2 separate regions of the Sus scrofa genome follow, and region 1 is linked to region 2. Evidence: chromatin contacts called from public Hi-C data. All regions are on one chromosome and are shown on one strand. Each heading gives the region's core, a stretch centred on a gene start, on an enhancer-like site or on the middle of the called end of the contact. The rest is flanking DNA. Distances are from core to core; before and after follow the strand shown. Region 1 holds the start of SAMD8 (sphingomyelin synthase-related protein 1). Region 2 holds the start of DUPD1 (dual specificity phosphatase DUPD1).

Evidence for each region. Hi-C and Micro-C count contacts between places; a contact is called where the count stands out from the background.
Region 1: a Hi-C map of skeletal muscle shows a contact between it and region 2, with 5 times the contacts expected there. The contact joins the promoter of SAMD8 here to the promoter of DUPD1 in region 2. A contact is called at or near these places in 1 of 47 Hi-C or Micro-C datasets (skeletal muscle) and 1 of 2 datasets of contacts at active chromatin or transcription factors (skeletal muscle).

What each region holds. Positions count from the first base shown.
Region 1 is chr14:77,677,987-77,680,686 of Sscrofa11.1, reverse strand. SAMD8 (sphingomyelin synthase-related protein 1) reads right to left here and starts at 1,400. Exons shown (of 6, transcript XM_005671120.3): 1 at 1,134-1,400. The coding sequence starts at 1,307.
Region 2 is chr14:77,641,858-77,644,557 of Sscrofa11.1, reverse strand. DUPD1 (dual specificity phosphatase DUPD1) reads left to right here and starts at 1,449. Exons shown (of 4, transcript XM_001929033.5): 1 at 1,449-1,837. The coding sequence starts at 1,752.

The DNA.
Region 1 (2,700 bases), core at 151-2,650, 36 kb before region 2:
CTGGTAGCCTCTTGAACTGTGGTGATTTCACACATAGTTTTACGTTCCTTTTCAACCTAGACATTTGCATTCACTATATTTTTACCCTGTGGCAAATATGCCTCAACTCAAGCTGCCAAAGTGAAACCAGTCAATACTGAGTATCAGTAAAATCGAAACGTCCAAATTCTTGTTTCAAATTTAAGCCTTTTCATTCTTTTTTTAAAGATCTACACTTGTCTAGTATTTAAGATATATTTTTTTTTAAAATACAAAGAAAATCACACTATTACTGTTACAAGAAACCCAAATGCTTATCTTTATTTTCAGAATCTCTTTCACTCTTTTCCAAACTTCACTTCCTTTTCACTACTTCCCCTAGTCCTGTGGGCAAATCAGTGTTTTTAACACCACCCCTCCCACTTCATATTCTTAAAAAAGGATTCACTGTCCACAGATGAGAAAACCCCATTAACCAATTATATTACCCTAGTGATTCCCATGCTTTAAAAGACGCCTGTGAAAATGCCAAAATCCTAAATTAGGGCTCCCAAGGGCTCCTTTTCTTTCTTGAGCCCATTTCTCTTTTTCTGGTCTTTAAGGCCACCCGATAGCCCCTTCCTCTTCAAACCTAAATCCTTCCTCTAATGACCAGAACCCCCTTCGGTGCGCGATCTCGTCAGTCCCAAGCCATTTCCCTCTCCCTGGCCAGGTGGCAACATCGACCCTGGTCCTGCTCCTGCTCCTCTCATCCCTCGGCCCCCACTGGCCAAATCCCAGAGCATCTCTTCCTCCCGTCCCACGTTCCTGCGGGACCCCTTGCGTATTCGCCCCTCGCCACCCGGCTTTCGAAAACCTCCAAGCCCCCAACTCTTCAAGGGCACCTCTCCCTCAGCTTCCCACTCCCTCTCACTCGCCCCTCGGCCTCTACTTAACACCCAGGCTCGGGTGTTAACCACTCCGGGCCTCGGCTCAACAACCTCCATTTCCCTCAGATTCCATTCTAGAGCTGACTCTCCAAGCTCCCTCAACCGCCTCTCGGGGCCCCTCGGGATCCCTGTCCACGGCAGCCCCCGGCTCCAACCCCGATTCCCCACTCACCCTTGGCTGCAGGCGCCCCCCAAACTCCCCTCTCCGCCTCAGCTCCCGCTCACCTCCGCGGCCCGAGTCAGGTTCCCCGGACCCACCTCCGAGTCGGCGTACCAGCCGTTGTCGGAGTCCGGCGCCCTCCGGGCCTCGCCGGAGTAAAACGCCTCGAGCGGCGGGGGCGGGGCTCGGGGAGGGGAGCCGGAATGGAGGCGGGGGCGGTAGCGGCTGCGCGCTGGCATCGCTCCGGCCCACCTCTCAGCCGCGCCGGCAGCCGCTCGAATCCGAACCGGAACTGCTTCTGGAGGCGGGGCCCTACCGGGGGAGGAGGAGCCCTGCCTGCGGGGCGGGGCCAAAACCGGAAGGGACACGGGGCTCAAGCTGTGCGCCAGGGAAGGGCGGAGGCGTGGAACCGCAGCAGGGAAACACAGGAGCGCATGTCAGGCCCAGAGCCAAAGTGGGAGATGAGGGGCTAGTGGAGATGGGGCGAGGCCTATGGGGGTGGTAATAGGGTTCGGAGACAAGAGGAATTTATACCCTAATTCCTTTGGAGGAAGCCAGTTCCTCTCCAAGAGCTAACCTGCAGTCATCATTGTTATCATATACTGCCTCTGCTCTCTGACAGTCCCTATGCCAAATGCCGTATAAATATCTCACTTGCTCCTTGTGCCACCTCTATAGGGTATTACAACAAAGAAGGGCCAAGAAACTTGCCTGAGGTTGGGCAGTTAATATGTGCCAAAGCCAGTACTCCCACTCAAACCTAACTTTAGAACCTATGCTCCTCTCACTTTACTACCCCACCCTGAGGGAAGTCCCCAACCAAGGCCTAGCATTGGCATAAATCAAGTCCCAAACTACTTGCCACTTAGGCTCCAGCCCCTTCTTGGCCTTGCTTCCCTGGGTGGTGCAAGGCAGACTTCAGTGACTCCAATAGGGGTGGGGATAGGTTCTGGGGTTGAATGTGAGTTTGCATTGCTTCCATGGAATGCCCTGGTGTGGCCTTTACCCTCAAGCTGGACTCAAGGCCAAGTGCAGCTGGGACATTCCCAATTGCAGCTCTTACCCCTTTCAGCCCCATCAAGCCTTCATGAAGTCATCTTGGAAAGGGCAAGAGACCTCACTTCTTCAGCCCATAACTAGCTCTAGCAGAAGGACAGATATAGACCTTTCTCTGTTTCTGCTGTGGGGACAAAAGCCCTTATAGGCAGAAGAAGCTCCCTCCCACTCCAAAATCTTTCTGATGACTGCCCTTTGGCTCTTCAGAAAGTCTAGGGCAACATCCACCTCCCTTCTCCCTTTGGACATACATGGCGAATTTTAGCCTTCTCTTTTGAAAAACCAGCCATCTTCATAACAGAACCATTGTTCGAACCTTCTCCCACCAACCGTATGGGCACCCTTTAGAGGAGGCCCTCCATGCTCCTCTCCACATTTCTCTGACCCTATAACTCAGTAAACTTTCCTTAGGCTCTATAATCCAAAAGCTCATTCAACAGTACAGTTCCCATCTAGTTTGTGGCCCACCAAGACCTGAGGAACTTTTCCGATCATTCATCCTTGAAACCAACCACCTCCTCTGCACCCTGGATCTCTACTTTAACTCAGTTCTCAGAATCAAAGAGCCTTATGCAG
Region 2 (2,700 bases), core at 200-2,699:
CATGGGTGTGTGTGTATCTTTTTGAATTACAGCTTTGTTTGGATATATGCCCAGGAGTGGCATTGCATCATATAGCAAGTCAAATTTTTTGAGGCATCTTTACACTGTTTTCCATAGTGGCTGCACCAGTTTACATTCCCACCAACAGTGTAGGAGGTTTCCTTTTCTCCACGCCCTCTCCAGCATTTGTTATTTGTAGATTTAATGGTGGTCTTTCTCACCAGTGCGAGGTGGTACCTCACTGTAGTTTTTATCTGCATTTCTCTAGTAATTACCAATGATGAGTATCAGATGTCTAGATATCTGATCCCCACCCCCACTAAACTTACATCTTTGGCAGCAACTCTGACTTGGGCTGGGGTTGGGACCAGCCCCCCAGCCCCACCCAAGGCTCCCAGCCGGAAATCTTTCTTTAGTCTTTGTCAGCTCCAGCATCTCTTTTGGTTCTTGGGATAATTGCAGAAAAGCCTTTGATCCTGCTGTTCTGACTACAGCACTTGACAGCAGGGACATTTGGACCCTGACATTTGGACCTCCTTGTACACTTAGATCCTGAGCCTCTGCCTTGTGAATACGGTCTGCACCAAGAAATCAATAAAAGCAAAGTCTTTTTAGCGGTTTCACCATGAAAACTATTAGCAGAAATAATTGCTCTAAATAAAACCGGCAGTAGATAAACATGCAAATTGTGAGGAAGATCTTTGGTTTGTTGAATACAAAATTGCAGGGGACAATATAATGATCCCAATATAAGAAGATGCTATAAAGTGAAGGATGTGGGGAGACTGGTGATCCCACATGGAAGGATGCCCAAAGAGGGTGACAGGATGCAGAAGGATGGAAAACCACGTCATTCACTATAAGGAAGTGTAGGAAGACCTGGAAAGATCTTACTAGAAAACTAGAAGAGCCTGGACAGGATTACACCCTTCAGCCCTATGAGAAAGGACCACACTAGGTGTGGGGGTGGTGGGGGTCCTGGAGCAAAGAAGGCTGGAGCCAAAGAGGAGGGAGGTTGAGAAAAGGAACCATCAAGAAGAGAAATCAGGGGATGACTGCTGAATTGGGGATATTTTTGGCATCCTAACTCAATCCAGAATTTTTTAAGTATTTAGCATGTGCAGGTAACTATGCTACACAGGTAACTTTGTCTCATTTAATGCTCATAACAACATGAGGGCAGCATTGTGATTATTTTCCCTGCTGAAGCCCAGATGGGATGGACACTTGCCAGAGGTCTCAGGAAGTGGCACAACGTCAACGAACCCAAGTTTCCAGAGTTTCTCTGGAAGGCGGAGGTGCTTCATTAATCACCGTGCAATGCGGTATTTAGTCTATCCACTCTCTGGAGATGGCTCCCCAAACTCCCAGAAAAGACTGGAGTGGAGAATTCCCCAGGCTGTGTGCCCTCGACCTTCCCATGGGCTCTGTGCCAGCAGGCAAACCTTCCCGGTTCCAGCTGTTCCAGGACAGGGCTCCAGGCAGGGCCCCGCAGGCACCTGGTCTTGTCGATCCTGAGGAAACAAAGCTGGGAAATACCCCTGCCTGTCCCCACCCGGGTGGCTGCATGTCCTGCCTCCGTGGCTGAGCCAGGAACAGGCGTGTGGGCTCCGGGTACAGAACTCCCAGAGTCAAGGGTTTCAGGTCACACCAGCGAATCGTTTTGCAAGCAGATGCCACAGGTCTCTGCTCAGACCGGGCAGCACACAAGGTCAGCGTCAGCAGATCTGACCCTAAAAATAGGCTCTTAGATGCCAGTCGGGGTGGCTGGGTGTGCAGCCGCCACACGCCCCACGGCCCAGCACCTCCCAACCTGGCCAGGACCCGGTGTGCACAGGTAAGTTCCCTTTTGGGGGTAGACTGGCACCTCTTGGGTCCGGTCAAGTGTTCTTTGGGGGCCTTGGGGTGGGGATTAGAAGACCTCTTTCTACTCTGCTTTGGAGCAGCAAAGAACAGCTGACATCCTTTTAGCATAACAGGCTCTTCTTGCCCTGTCTTTCCCTAGAGGCGCCAAGGAATTTTCTCCACTTCCCTGCCTCTAAATCTAAGCTTCCAGTTCAATGACCATTTCTAAAGGATAATAGGGCGGATTAAAGCTCATCGGGCCCTTCTGAGGCCCTGGATGCTTTGTATCACATATCATATTCCAGCAAGGTTCCACATTTATCCATTTAGCCAGTAAAGGGAAAACTAATCTCAGTGGGAGGTGGGAGGGGGGTAGGGGGGCAGACTGGAGACACAGTGACTCATCTCATGCACAGGGCAGCACATGTTACAAGTGAGTTCTCAGAACTCAGGGATGAGAGCTCTTCCTGTCTCTTGGTAACACTAAGCATCGTGTGGACAAGGTGGCTCCTTTTGAAGCTTTTCCCAGTCCTGGTGGGAGGATGGGGCTGGGGGCGATGGCTCTGGTAGAGATGGGGAGACTGGGTCGCTAAAGGACAGAGACTCTGGACCGAGATGTGGTGTGTGTGGGCAGGACAGTGGGAAGATATCCTGTCTCAGACCAGGGATCTCCCACTGGACCCTGGGCTCCTGTCCTGTGGCCTCCATGGCCTCTCATGGGCCTGGAACCCAAGAGTTGGGAGCGGGGGACTCTGATGGTTCAGGAAATTGGAAAAGGTTCCAAGAGCAAAAACTCTCAAGTAAGATGGGAGAGGACATGAGGTGTATGTGTGGAGGGGCTCCCTATGCCGGCCC